3 separate regions of the Mus musculus genome follow, and regions 1 and 2 are each linked to region 3. The links are chromatin contacts, called in public Hi-C maps. All regions are on one chromosome and are shown on one strand. The core of a region is the stretch at or near the end of the contact, and the rest is flanking DNA. Distances in the headings are between cores, read along the strand shown. Region 1 overlaps Gm36132 (a long non-coding RNA gene). Region 2 overlaps Gm51985 (a long non-coding RNA gene). Region 3 overlaps Rad51b (RAD51 paralog B).

The links. A called contact is a pair of places that touch in the nucleus more often than the background predicts.
Region 1: a contact with region 3 is called in a Hi-C map of uterus, with 3 times the contacts expected there. The contact joins two enhancer-like sites. A contact is called at or near these places in 5 of 484 Hi-C or Micro-C datasets (bone marrow-derived macrophages, nephron progenitors and uterus), 2 of 115 datasets of contacts at active chromatin or transcription factors (embryonic stem cells and large pre-B cells) and 1 of 9 other capture datasets (embryonic trunk).
Region 2: a contact with region 3 is called in a Hi-C map of uterus, with 4 times the contacts expected there. The contact joins two enhancer-like sites. A contact is called at or near these places in 2 of 484 Hi-C or Micro-C datasets (bone marrow-derived macrophages and uterus) and 1 of 115 datasets of contacts at active chromatin or transcription factors (craniofacial prominence).

The regions. Positions count from the first base shown.
Region 1 is chr12:79,858,404-79,861,103 of GRCm38.p6, forward strand. Gm36132 (a long non-coding RNA gene) reads right to left here. Exons shown (of 4, transcript XR_381728.4): 4 at 440-2,231. Among named protein-coding and RNA genes, the nearest start is that of Gm36132, 7.8 kb to the right of the region's middle. Within about 2 kb of position 1,383, at least 105 of the 459 cell types and tissues checked have an H3K27ac peak or open chromatin away from gene starts, as enhancers often do. A contact at or near this core is called in uterus, where this site is marked.
Region 2 is chr12:79,927,873-79,930,572 of GRCm38.p6, forward strand. All of the region lies in intron 1 of Gm51985 (a long non-coding RNA gene), which reads left to right. All of the region lies in intron 2 of 9430078K24Rik (RIKEN cDNA 9430078K24 gene), which reads right to left. Among named protein-coding and RNA genes, the nearest start is that of 9430078K24Rik, 7.0 kb to the right of the region's middle. Within about 2 kb of position 1,404, at least 87 of the 459 cell types and tissues checked have an H3K27ac peak or open chromatin away from gene starts, as enhancers often do. A contact at or near this core is called in uterus, where this site is marked.
Region 3 is chr12:79,325,083-79,327,950 of GRCm38.p6, forward strand. It overlaps Rad51b (RAD51 paralog B), which reads left to right. Exons shown (of 11, transcript NM_009014.3): 6 at 1-4; 7 at 2,139-2,322. Among named protein-coding and RNA genes, the nearest start is that of Rad51b, 29 kb to the left of the region's middle. Within about 2 kb of position 1,324, at least 10 of the 459 cell types and tissues checked have an H3K27ac peak or open chromatin away from gene starts, as enhancers often do. A contact at or near this core is called in uterus, where this site is marked.

The DNA of each region.
Region 1 (2,700 bases), core at 133-2,632, 530 kb after region 3:
TCTAGAAATAGATATGAGACAAATACACAGATAAGTATGTGCCTGTGCATTGTCCTCAAGACTATGAAAGCAACGTGTGCGACCTGTAAAGGTCACCTGCTCAGAGGGGATTTCCACCGAGCCCTTGCCGGGATGTGCGGTTTGATCGGCTTTACTGACCTGGAGTCAAGGTTCGAGGACATTGAGAGCTCTGAGGAGGACATTGGAAAGAGAAGGGCCAGAAGCACAGTGGGGACAGCAGCCCTCCACCTGGATGAGATCGTTCAGGATGGTGAGCGAGAGCCAGGCTGAGACAGAGGTAACTTCAGATGTTTAAGACAATTCCCTTTGGAGGGAAGACACTTCACACTGGGGCTGGCACCCTAGCCCTTCCTGCTTCATTGTACTATTTCACGGTGGCTCTGTTCAGACTGGCTCCTTTGGCATCAGAAGGCCCTCCTTGACAGTGACTGTTAGCTGATATTTATTGAACATTTGGTATACACAGATCCCAGACAGGCACTTCACATGGGCTAACCTCATGTGGACCTCACACACCCTCTGAGGTTGGGTCAGCAACCGCTCTCACTGTGAGTGACGTCCTGTGAATCAGCTGATCGATTAAACAAGGCCCTCCGGGTCCACAAGGAGCAGAAGGGGGATGATCCAGAGACTCTCCACATTTGGGTTTGCTGTTTTGAATGCACAAAATGGAATCCTTATTCTGGTTCTTGGAGGTGGGTCTTAGCCTCACTCATTGAAGTTCTGTTCTGAAGTTGGGCAGCCTAGGTCGAGCATGTGGTTATTAATTTCAAACAAGAAGGGGCTTATGTGTGTGTGTGTGTGTGTGTGTGTGTGTGTGTGTGTGTGTGTGTGTGTGTGTGTGTGGAGGGGTCAGTTCCTGCCCATTGAGAGCAAACAAAATAAAAAAGCAAATCCCAAACTTCCAGGGTAGAGTTGAAGTCTCTTCAGACCAAACCTCTCAGGACAGTCTCGAGCGGACAGCAGAAGAGTATAAACAACTCCTCTAGCACTTCTGAGACCTGTCGATTCTTCTCTCTCTGAAGCAGAGCCTTTGTGAAGTTCTATAATCCTCCTTGTAGCTCTGAGACCTGGCCACCCCGCTGGAAAGCAACCCAGAGCCATGTGATTTGCAGCATGTACCGGCTCGAATATGGAAGACAGTAATTACCTCCAATTCCAGTTAGGAAAGCTGAACCCTGCCTTTTTCGTGCCTCAAACAATTATTGAAGTGCCTTTTGAAGCACTGGACAGAAGAGAAAGGCAAAACAAACCAGAGCCAATTAGAGCCTGGGATTTGAGGGTGGCTTAGAGTGGTGCGGCGGGACTTGGGAGGAACTGTGGGAGAGGGTCAGAGGTTACCTCAAAGCTCCAGCTGCCAGGCAGCTTTGCCTGTGCCAAAAGAGCCATTACTCTGCCTCTAGAATCAAGGCCCTCGCCCTGCCTGGGGAATGCTTTGCAGGAACAGCCTCTGCATGGCTGTTGAAGAAGGCTCCCTGATTAGATAAGGCCTGGAATGTGTTTGATGTTGTGCAAAACAGCCTCTGACAGCTTTCCTAACCCCACGTCCAAGGCTTTTCCTCAGCAGAGACTCCTGTGTAAGGACCTAGCTCACAGAGAGCTCTCCTGCAGGGAAGCACCTTAGAGAAGTCTATGAATGTGTGTGCCACTGAGAAGCAAGATCTGTGGACTCTGGAACTCTTCTGGCTGTTTGGAGGCAGCCTGAGTAACCGTTGCTGCCAGTGGAAACCAGGACAGTGTCGTGTTTCTCCCCCCCCCCCCCACACCCCCATGAAGGTTGCAAGTGGCCTTGGGCTGGTGAGGGATCCGGGGGAAGTACTTCTTTATGGATCTCAAGGACAGTCCCATTCAAAGCTGTGACAGTGCAGGCCAGTGAGTCTGAGCACAGAGAGTTGGGAGCCAGGTTAGAGAGGTCTTGGGCAGGATCTGGGAAGCATTTTGAGTTAATAAATTAAGGATTGCCAAGGCAAGGTGGCGCCATCCAGGAAGTTCCAGTTTGAGTTTGGGTTAGGATCTGGGCAAACTGTAAGCACCAAACAGCCCAGAGAAAAACCACTTTGCTGAATGTCCCTACTTCAGCCCGTGCAGACAGGCTTTATCTTGTCCTTGACATGAGTGCCAGGCTCTCCATTTGCCTGTCACCTACCCATTTACTGTGCCTCCATGTCTTCCCTCTCCTGTAAGAAATGGTCCTTGAAGGAATTCTATTCCTGTAGAAAGAACAAGGTGACACATTGCTTTAAAAAAATGCATTTACTTGGGTGACATAAACGCAACATTCTGGTGGTCTGTAAAGCTGGCTTTGCCCAGTGTGGTGGCAAATACTTTTTATCTCAGTGCTGTGAGTTCAAGGCCAGTCTGGTCTATGAAGTAGGTTGTGGGCCAGCCAAGACTATATAGTGAGCCCCTGTCTCAGAACTAAGTGAAAGAAAACAAATAAAAACAACAAAATAGGCTTGTTGTGTGGTTGAGAGAGGAGGTTCACGCTGCGCCTCCTTTTTGGATAAGAATGGCAGCTAAGATATTCATGCTTTCCTATTCTTGGTTTGTCCCCTGGTGCACCCTCTGCTCCCTCCTATATGGGGATTGCAGTCATTAGCCTTGTTGCAGATGGGAGGGGGACAGAGAGAGGTCAGTAACCTGGCCAAGGACACATGGAGAGAGGGGTCCACAGAGAAC
Region 2 (2,700 bases), core at 154-2,653, 600 kb after region 3:
CAGGCCCCAACCTCATGAATGATAGCATCCCAGAATTGTTCAAGGACCATTAATAGTAGTAGCCTTTCCTACCCTGATGTTGGGGTTTCAGCTTTTCCTCTAGCTGTCACATTTGTGTGCTGTCTGTGAGTATTATTAGCCCCCTAGTCATGAACCCTGTTTCCAACTGTACCCATGTATACTTTCATCTCAATGTGAAATATGGGTCCCAGGGAGCTGTCTAATGTAGACAACATAGCTATGTCGATGAAAGTTCCAGGCCTGGCCAGCCTGAAGGGGAAGCTCCTAGAAGAGAAATCAAATCTAGCCTTCCCAATGGAGTCTTCCAGAACCTTCCCCACTTCCCACAAGCAAGTAAAGTGGGGTCTGGTTTTCATCTCGTTCACTACCTGTGTTTCCTTGAGAGACAGCAGGATGTTGTTGCCATGACAGTGGTGTGTATGTGGAGCTGGGGGGAGGGTGGGGGGGCTTGGTAGTTTCCCTGAGGAGGTGGCATGCTCTGTGGCTGTGGTTCCATCTGTACACCTAGGCAGATGATATGGAGCATAGAGATAGATGAATGAGCCACAGGGGATGGGAGGTGGGGGGGACGGACTCTCGAGGTTTGCATGAATGCTGGGCTGATTGAGCACAGCTGTTCCCTCGGCAGTGCTTGGCTGCTGCTGCTTTTCACATTCATTTCATGGGAGGACAGAGAGGCAGCTCCTTGGATGGTTCTTGGAGTGTATGACTGGGAGACCTGGGAGTCCCTTAACAGTGTCTGGCCTCAGTTTTCTTCTGGAATGTAGTATTCATACAAGAACCTTCCTGAAGACCGATACATATATATATATATAATTTCCCCCCAACAGCAATGGCACATTTGCCAGAGGGTTAAATGAGGTGCTACTTAGCAGGAATGTGGCACAGAGAGTATTATCTGGTTGAGAGATGGGACCTGCCATTTTGGTAACTGTCAAAATGGGCAAGCCTGAGATAGTTGGCTCAAGCTGAAGGCACAAATAAGAGAAGGTGCTACAATTTGCAAAAATTAAACAGAGCCCCCAGCTCCTGAGATCAGCAGCTCCTCCCTTCCCCCTCCTTCAGCTGCAGAAGTTTAGACATGTGGTTCCCCAGGCTGCCCCAGTAAGCTAAAGCTTTAAATAAATACACACTCCAAACTGCCGTGCCATCTCTGCCCCCTGGCTGCCCCAGGCTCCTCCCTCTTCTTTCCTCTCTTGCCAGGAGCCAGGCCAGGTGGAGCTCTGGAGAAGGTATCCCTTCTGCTTGCACGTATGCTGTCCCAGGGGCCTGCGCAGGACACAAGGGGCATCCTGATCCAGTGCAGACTCTCCTCTTCCTGGGTTTGTTAGGAGCCTGACCGGCCCTGAGTCTTATGACTTCAACAGATGTTTCTGCTTAAGGAGTCCTGGCATCTTTACGGCCTGTTTTTTCCATTCTTGCCTCTCTTCCTCTGTCCCAGCGGCTCTGAACACAATTTAGACTTCATTTTCTTTCTAATGGTTACAGGGATAGAAAAGGCTAGGTTTGGGTTTAGGTTTTTTGCTGCTGTTGTTGTTGTTTCTTCTTCTTTTTCTTAACTTTTTTTTCTTAGCTCTTCTACACACACACACACACACACACACACACAGACAGACACACACACAGAGAGAGAGAGACTTCCATAGGTCTATGTTCCCAGTGTATGTTACTATCGAAGCAACATTGTTACATTGTGTTTCAAAGTCTCCTTTCCCATCTACCCATGCCTCGTATTCTTTGCTGTCCATCCCACCTAGATTACCGCAGGACTGATTGGAGTGTCCACTCTGATGTTGGTTCTGAAGGTTTGTAACCATCCCGGCCTAATGCCTGTCTTCCAATAAAGCATAAGGAGCCTCGCTACTGTCTATCAGAGTCTGGGGAGGCTTCTGCAGGTCAACAAGACTGACAGTTCCCCCCAAACTCTGTCTAGCTAGCCTACCTCTCTGGGCTCAAGGGGGGTGGGGGTGGGGGGCGGAGTTGACAGTTGTTACAAATGGAACCAGTTTTCCATGGGCAGGTTGCAGGCTTGCAACCAGCCCAACCACTCTTCAGATCACACCTGTAATTCCCTCTCACCTGCTGGCATGACTGGATGTTCCCAGTCACTTCCCCTGCAGGGCTTAGAGTGACCTATCCCAGGACCTCGGCTCATGATTTGTGTACGCCCCGGGCTGAGAGCTGTTCATTACCTGCCGAGACTGACAAGCAGACCAGAATTTCTCGTCTGGGCTCCCACAAGAGTCTAAGCAGTTCTTCCTGGAGTCCTAAATGTTGACTCACCTGGGTACTTAGCTGGGGTTAGACCTGTGTTTTACTGTATCCTTTGTTTAAGACTCACATTCTAGAATACTATAGTGTGGAGCTAGCTGCCCCAGGCTGTCCACTCCACCTTGAAGCTGACTATGAGGGCAGAAGTGGGACAAAAATCTTTTGGATATCCATCTTCAATGCCTTTTCCACAGAGAGCCTTCCCTGATGGCTAGGCCAAGCCCTGTGAAGTGTTCATTAGGTGACAACCCCCACCCGAAGAGGCTACCCTCCTGTCTCGCTCTTTCCCATGATACCACCACACTCATTTTTCTCGTGGCCTTCTCCCCCCTCCCCTTCCTATTTAAACACAGCACAACTCTGATTCTCGCTTGCCCAGGCTTTGGAGACAGAACTGTATCATCTTCT
Region 3 (2,868 bases), core at 74-2,573:
AAAGGTAGGCGGTTTCACATTACTAAAACATCTTATATTTTAGTAATGCTTTGAAAGTTTTCTCCTCCCCGTTTTCAGCTTCTTAGTAAAATAATTCTTATATAATGGAGTTAAAGAAATAATAATTTGGGCTGGAGAGATGGCTCAATGGTTTAGAGCACTGACTGCTCTTCCAGAGGTCCTGAGTTCAATTCCCAGCAACCACATAGTGACTCACAACCATCAGTAATGGGATCCGAAGTCCTCTTCTGATGTGTCTGAAGACAGCTACAGTGTATTCATATACATAAAGTAAATACATCTTTAAAAAAAATAATAATTTGTGCCTTCTTCATTCATTGTAGTTTTTTTGAAATGTTTCTTTAAAATGGAAAAAAAATCAGTGAATATTTTAGAATCTAAGTAGCTTATTAATTATAAGTTGTTTTGTTAGTGAACTACCTGTAAATGTGGCAGCTTAGAACAGCAAATACTTATTTTCTGGCGAGTGAGCTTCTGGAAGTGGCTCAGCTGGCTCTCCTGCTTTGCTTGTTGTCCAGGATAGCTGTTGTTTTGTTGACCAGTGGGCTGGTATGCCTGTACCCAAGCTCACTCGTGCACCATTGGAAGGCGTCCTTTCTTTACACAAGGAAAGTGTAGTCTTTCACCCCCACTGTCTGGAATAAGAGCATCACCATTTTGTCATGAGCACTTGTCACATAGACCAACTCTTGTGTAGTATGGGAAGGCATTTATGTAGAAATTCATAAAAAGATAGGACACACCAGGATAGGGGAATAAGAGGAGGCTGTTTTAGAGGCCGTTTTAGACTGGCTACACAAGTAGCTTTCCTGTAAAATTACAGCTTTTGTAGTATTGTAGGGCAACATGAAAACACTGTTGATATTTCCAGAAGAATGCAATGTGATAGGAGTGGTGAACTAAGTTATGTGTGCTGAATTTTACAGCCATCGCTGTGTGTGTGTGTGTGTGTGTGTGTGTGTGTGTGTGTGGTATGTGTGTGTGTGTGCACACACATGAGTGCATGAGCAAGTGCATGTGTGTTACTGGGCTTGAACCTAGGGCCTCGTGTGTCAGGCAAGGGCTGAGCTGCATCTCAGCACTTTTTTTTTTTAAAAAGATTTATTTTATTTATTTGAGTACACTGTAGCTGTTTCCAGACACCCCAGAAGAGGACATCAGATCCTTTTACAGATGGTTGTGAGCCACCCTGTGGTTGCTGGGAATTGAACTCATGACCTTTGGAAGAGCAGTCAGCGCTCTTATCCACTGAGCCATCTCTCCAGCTCCTCTCAGCACTTTTTTAAGTTTTTATTTTGATAACATACAGACTATGTTATCCAGTATGGTTTTGAACAACTCCCACTGTAGCCCAGTTTAGCCTTGACCTTGCAAACTTCTTTCTTTAATTTCCTGATTAATGAGGGCTACAGATCTCTGTTACCAGAGCTGGCTCGTTGTTATTTTAAAGCTGATTAACCCTTTCAGCATGGTGGTGTTGTTGTTTTAGGTTTATTTATTTTGTATTTTATGAGTATGAGTATTTGCCTGCATGTTTGTGTGTATACCACTTATATGTCTGGTGCCCTTGGAGGTTGGAAGAGTGGGTGGGGTCCCCTGGAACTAGAGTTACCAATGGGCGTGAACCCTCACGTACATGCTGGAAACCAAACCCTGGTCCTTTTCAAGAGAAGCAAGTGTTCCTAACTGTTGAGCCATCTGTCTCTCCAGCCCCTTCACTTTTTAAAGTCATGTCTTTGAAGTGACTTACAGATCTTCAGGGTTAGGCCTGCCTGCTTTCCTGAGTTCTAACTCCAAAAGCATGGCTGTCCTTTCCCCACCTCTGTCTCTGACCTGGAGAACAACCAGAGTCCTAAGCGTGTTTGCTCTCAACCTCCAGGCTGTTTGCTCTAACGCCCTCTTCCCCTCACAGATGTTTGCAGACCTCCATTGCACTCTAAGTCTTCACTGGCTCCCTCCTCCCAGCAGCTGCCAGGATTTACAGCTTGCCCAACTTGTGTTTTGGCTTTTCTCTCAAACCCTAATACAGTGTTCTTCTATTTTCCTTCTGAAAAGAAAAATAAAAAAGAGTTCGTGTCTTACACTTGTTTGTTATTTTACAAATTCTACTTTCACAGGCTTGAGTCTTTGGAGGAAGAGATCATTTCGAAAGGAGTTAAGCTTGTGATTGTTGACTCCATTGCTTCTGTGGTCAGAAAGGAGTTTGACCCGAAGCTTCAAGGCAACATCAAAGAAAGGAACAAGTTCTTGGGCAAAGGAGCGTCCTTACTGAAGTACCTGGCAGGGGAGTTTTCAATCCCAGTAAGTGTCCCTTTTCCTTCTTTTCTCTTAAGGTCATGACCTTACAGTATCAGATGATATACTTAGGGAAGACTAAACATCTGACTTCTAAAGTTGGATTGCTATGGCAAGTAACTGCTTTCGTAAGCCACCCTCTCTGCTGGTTATGTCCCCTTTTATAACATGACCCGGGACAGACTTAAGTGTTTCTGGCGGTTCCCACCGTCCCTTCCTTCATTCCTTCTCACGGGTTACTCATTCTGTGAGTTCTGTGTCACGTCTGTCATGCTGAGATTACTGTTACGTGGGACGACTCGAAGAGCGGCCTGGGTCTGTTTCTGCGAACTTTCTTTGCAGCGACGGTGTATCCTGTGGGTTTTGTAACTTAGATCTTTTAGGCTCTGTTCATGGGTTACCCTGTTCAGCGCTGTTTTGGTTTGTTTCCAATGGGCAGAGGTCAACCATGAATGGAAATGGCACAGAGAATACCTTAAAGGAGCTCTTGGAATGGTTTTCTGTGGTGGGCATTGTGATCAGGAAGTCTGAGGGGTGATTATTAGGGTTGGA